2 separate regions of the Sus scrofa genome follow, and region 2 is linked to region 1. The links are chromatin contacts, called in public Hi-C maps. All regions are on one chromosome and are shown on one strand. Each heading gives the region's core, a stretch centred on a gene start, on an enhancer-like site or on the middle of the called end of the contact. The rest is flanking DNA. Distances are from core to core; before and after follow the strand shown.

Region 1 (2,700 bases), core at 178-2,677:
TAAATTAAATATATATGTGGATGTAAGTGTGTGTATATATATATGTGCACACACACACAAACAAATAGTATAATTTCCTCCAGCTTAAATTTGGGGCCTCGGAGATGGAGCAATGGAAGAATTGGTCCCTTAGAGTGGTACGAACTAAAGGGGTTGCATTGACTCTAAAATGGGGCCAGAAGCCAATAGCAACAGACCAGCCCATCAGTCAGTGAATGAAAGGTGGGTGAGCAGAGCTCATTCTTTCTTCAGGATTCTCAGGGCATAGTGAACACATAGGAGCAGAACACATCCACAGATGCAGATTATTCATTTTGATAAGCAAGGTGTCAATGCAGGCAACTGCTAAGACCCGTGTATTATAGCAGCTGCCAACAACGACTTACAGTTTAAAACCGCGGTGTCCACATTCAGCCTAGAGACGCAGTACAGTAGCAGGTTGGCAGATCTATGGAAACTCCTCTGTAATTCTGTTGGTTAATAACACATGGCAGTGCCCGCTCCTCCCCTACTCTTGGAATAAATGGATGATCCAAAGGCATCAACGAGAAGGATATGGCTGAAGGTTTGGGGTGGCTTTGGGGAGAATTAGAAGTTGAGTGACCCTGAGGAAGTACTCACTTATTTCCTACTTGTGGGAGAAAATTTTGCATCCTGTTCCCTTCCATATACACAGGATTCCCTCTGTAGGCTTAAGGCAGCCAGGTTCCCAGACAGAACCTGGGCTTAATTCCTTAGAAGGCAAAGCAAGACCAGTGTCGATGCAGAGGTCTGACCCCCAGTGGGAGCACAAGAGGACAGAGCTATTCTGCTTTGGGGAAAAAAAAAAGAGTGATTTTTTAAAGTTCCATTCTTTTCTCACTCTATGTGTCTCCCTTTCTCTCTCAATCACTCTCTGGAGATGGCTTTTCAACTGCAAGTTAGATGGATCCAAACACACCAGCATGCAACCCCCCCTGATAATTGTTCAACTATGCTGGCAACTCCTATCTTTCCCAACAGCTAAATGTTCAAAGGATAATAAGCATTACCCTCTGTTTATCCCTAAAGAAGTCCATGGAGACAATTTTTCATCATTTCCTGGCTTGGTGAGAGAGGATGTTGCTAACCAACTGCCATTTTACTGGTCAGCGTTCAGTGTCAAGACTACAGGGCAGCTGGTTTTCTTCACCGATAAAAGAATGAAAGACCTTGCTTGTAAATAGCTTTGTCTGTGTTAGCAACCTCTTAAGTTTGTCTTGCTACCCTTCCATACCCCAACCGCTACTTCAAAAGCTCTGCTGTTCTTAGGCTGTGAGTTACCCTGGTGACTAATCTTGCTAATCCGTTCCTGGAGGCTGTCTTTGTGGCAGAGTCTTAGCGCCTGCTTGTGTTGGCTTTGAGTCTGGTGGGACACCGGTGACCCTGTGGACATTGCATGTTTGCCTGTTCCTGGTAATGGGTGTGTTTGCGTGGACTGGATGGGGAGGAAGGGCTTCCTTGGTCAGAGCTGAGCAGGGGTGTGCTACTGAATTTCTCCACCACTTTGCACACTCCTGGCGTATTCATCCTAAAAATAAGAAAGGTAATGTATTCCCAGATAATGCCAAGCCTGCAGACAGCAGTCTCTCAGCTTTTTGGAGGTTCTGAGTCTCACCTGTTAAGTTCCGCTAGCAGTTGATTCTTTCTACCTATTCCATCTTCTTAAAAATAGTCACCTGGCAGACTTTGCAACAGCTTGTGGAAAAGGAGGTTGAAGAGCGGAAGAAGAAAAGAACAGGGTGCCTAAGGGAGCCAGAAAGGAGGGAAGAAGAGGAGGAGGGAGAGAAGAGACGGGGGAACGGGAAATGGAGGAGGAGGAGGGAGAGGGAGGAGGTGGACGAAGAAGAGGAGGAGAGAGAAGAGGAAAAGGAAGAAGAAGAACAGGAGTGGGGAGGAGGAAGGGGGGTAGGGAGAACAGGAAGGAGAAGGCAACAGATGATGAAATTAGACCTTTTTTTTTTTTTTTTTTTTTTTTTTTGAAACAAAGCATTTGCCTTTATCTCTTCTGAGGCATCCAGAAACTTCCCACAGTGGAATGTTCACTTCAGTCACAGAGGGACTTTTTAACTCCTCACGGGTTTCTTTCTGAGCTTAGACAGAGATCGCCGAGATAGCAGCTTAATAAATGGGTGAGAATAGTGAAAACAGCTCTTCTTCATTCCAGAATTCCTCAGAGCATGATCTGTGCGCATGTCTCAGAATCACCTGGGGCCCTAGTTGTTTTTTTTTTTTTTTTTTTTTTTTTAAAGAGACAATTTCTTGGATTCAAATCAGTATCTTCAAGGGAGATGGGGTCTGGGAATTTACAATTTGCAGGAATTCTTGCTTTTGTATTGAAAGAGGAAAGACAGAGATGATTCTTGCTGCCACCAAAAATTCGTGAATCACTGCTTTAATCCATAGGACTCTGTTTTTTTCCCTGTAAAGGATAAAATTTAAGTTTTTTAGCACTTGCATCATCAGCCAAGAAATGTGGGTGTTGCTTAGCTTGAAGCGTCCTGAAACATTAAAGAAATATGTGTGTACAAATATTGAAGGAGAAAACAGTTGCTGCATTGCTATGACACATAGTCAGATATCACAGAAGATACCAGCATGATAAATTACGAAAAGAAAATGAATTAGGGAGCTCATCTGCTGCTGGCTTAAGAATCTAAGGACTGTGTATAGAGAAAAAGA
Region 2 (2,700 bases), core at 16-2,515, 200 kb before region 1:
AATAATAGTAATTGGGGGAAATTATTCTCCTTAATCTGTATCTTTTGGCAGTGATGACTAACCCAGACTTCACAATGGGCTTGTGCCCAAGGCCCAGGCAATCAGCACGTTCCTTTCCCTCTGGGTTCAGGGATGGGGTCTTGGTCAGGAGTCAGACACAGGGAACAGAACAGGAATGACTTGGCCGTTTTTAAGCAGAAAGATACGGAATGCAGGAAAACAGGTGCTCATGACATCCCTGGAAAAGTGGGCTGGGTCTCCAGGAAAGAAGCTTTTTGCCCACCAGGGACCAAGGTGGAGAGAGAAGAGCACACCTCTCTTCCTGGCCCGGAGTCATCCCATTCAAGAATATACCCAGCTGCTACAATCCAGGCCTCGGAAGCTTCTGGACACCCATGAACCTGGAGATTGTACCTGAGACTTTGGCCAGGAACCAAGAGCACCCTTCACGGCTGCCTTCCACATCTCACGCTAGGACATCTGATGAATGGAACCTAATTTGCATGTGAACCCTAGCTCAGTGGGGCTGAGGATGTAGATTTCCATTCTGCAACCTTTGCAGCCCAGGGAGGGATGAGAATGGGCTCTGAGGGCTGGCGCACCTGCCACCCCAGATGGGTGCATTGCTCTTGAGCAACAAGAGTTTGGCCAACAAGGAGGGAAGAGAAACTCTGTTTCCTGCCAGATGTGAGCATCAGAAGAAGTAGGTTAGGAGCTACGTGATGCCATCTTGACATCATATAAGGTCTGAGAATGAAGCCGCTCTGAGGTGGAGAATAGAGCCAATTTGAACCATCAGGAAAAGTCAGGTGGGATTTCCTGTTGTGGCTCAGCGGTAACAACCCTAACTAGTGTTCATGAAGATGCAGGTTTGATCCCTGGCCCCGCCCAGCGGGTTGCCCTGAGCTGCGGGGTAGGTGGTAGACTTGGTTTGGATCCTGAGTTGCTGTGGCTGTGGTGTAGGCAGGCAGCTGTAGCTCCAATTCAACCCCTAACCTGGGAATTTCCTTATGCCACTGGTGAGGCCCTAAAAAGGAAAAAGAAAGAAAGATCAGAGGGCAATGGAAGATCCAGAGAGGGCAGGCCACAAATTCAAGGTCACACTACATTGGGGGTGGAGCTGGATCTCAGACCACCCTCCACCTGACTCCCAGTGTGGGCCTTTCCCCATCATATGATCCTTGACCTCCTCAGAACCTGCCATCCCTCCCTCCCCCACCCCCCGGCCCCAGCAGCACTGCTCCCTTACCCTCTGCAGCTGGCAGGGTTCCACAGCCCCTGTTTATTAAAGGAGCTGATGGGTCTGACCCTGCTGAGCAAGCAGAGCTCCCATAGGTGGGATCTAGCAGGAAAGCACTCGGAACTCACTTTCCCTGCAGACCGGGTAGAGCCCAATGTGTGTGAATAACTCATAACCGGAGCCTGGCTAGTGAGGAGCTCAGAGCTGGCTTTGAAAACACCCTAGGGGTTCTCTCTGAGTGGCACACTGAAATGTGACCACACCGGTTCAGGCTATTTTAAGCCTCGGAAATCAAGGGAGGTGAGGTGGGGTGAACCAGCAGGCTGGGAGAGCAGATGAGTTCCAGGCCAGCTTTCTCCATGCCTGCAAGGTCACCTTCCCCTGTCAACAGTGATCTTGCTTTCCTCTCCCCTCTTCTCCCTGGAAGAGTGGGAAGGAAGGACAGTTCTGACCCCAGGGGTGGACATGGGGGTGGTGGTTGGAGGGAGTGGGGGCGGGGGCAGGAGCGCCTTGGTGAATAAGATGGGCGAAGGTGTTGTCTGCCAGGTCCCAAGTGCTTCCCCTTACATTTACTTATTTATTTGTTTTTGATTTTTGATTTTTTTTCCCTTGTCTTTTTAGGGTTGCGCTTGCGGCAGATGTAGGTTCCCAGGCTAGGGGTCTAATTGGAGCTACAGCTCCTGGCCACACCACAGCCACAGCAATGCCAGATCTGGGCCACATCTATGACCTATACCACAGCTCACAGCAACACCAGATCCCCAACCCTCTGAATGAGGCCAGGGATCGAACCCGCAACCTCATGGTTCCTAGTGAAATTGTTTCCTCTGCGCCATGATGGGAACTCCACATTTAGTTATTTATATTAATTTCTTAAATCCTCACAAAAACACTTCAAGCTGCATACACCTGTTATCTCCATTTGTCACAGGAAGAAACCGTCTGAGAGAAAATAAGAAGCTTTCCCAAGGGCCCAAGGTGACCCAGAAGAACTGAGATTTGAACTGGGTGGGTCTGCATCCCTAGTTACTATGCCCTGTAGTCTCAAACCCAATCATAATCAGAGCTACCCTTACCTACACATAGGTTCCTTTCGCTTCCTCCCAACAGCTCTGGAAGTTCCATCTTGTAAGTTTCATTTTTCAGATTGGGAACCTGAAGCTCAAAGAGCTTAAGGAATCTTCCCAAGGGCACTCAAAGACATACAGATGGATACAGCAGTGCCAGGACTGACCCCAGTCTTCTCCCTCCATGGCCTGGTCTGACCTTTATACTGTGCCAGCCTTAGTTTTCAGGAACGATGACACAGATTCTTGTAGGACACTTCCTCTGATCCCTCTTCATCTGATGCTAAAGAAGCAGGGGTTCTCAAAGTTTGGGTGACTTGCCCCAGGTTCACTGCAAACAAACCCAGACTCTGGACTCTTCGGCAATGTGTATGCAAACTCTATCTCCCAACT

What was found. Hi-C and Micro-C count contacts between places; a contact is called where the count stands out from the background.
Region 2: a contact with region 1 is called in a Hi-C map of fetal heart ventricle, with 2.4 times the contacts expected there. The contact joins two enhancer-like sites. A contact is called at or near these places in 2 of 47 Hi-C or Micro-C datasets (fetal heart ventricle and heart right ventricle).

Annotation. Positions count from the first base shown.
Region 1 is chr14:124,127,103-124,129,802 of Sscrofa11.1, reverse strand. No RefSeq gene overlaps it. Among named protein-coding and RNA genes, the nearest start is that of DCLRE1A, 34 kb to the left of the region's middle. Within about 2 kb of position 1,427, at least 12 of the 83 cell types and tissues checked have an H3K27ac peak or open chromatin away from gene starts, as enhancers often do.
Region 2 is chr14:124,323,441-124,326,140 of Sscrofa11.1, reverse strand. No RefSeq gene overlaps it. Among named protein-coding and RNA genes, the nearest start is that of ADRB1, 76 kb to the left of the region's middle. Within about 2 kb of position 1,265, at least 3 of the 83 cell types and tissues checked have an H3K27ac peak or open chromatin away from gene starts, as enhancers often do.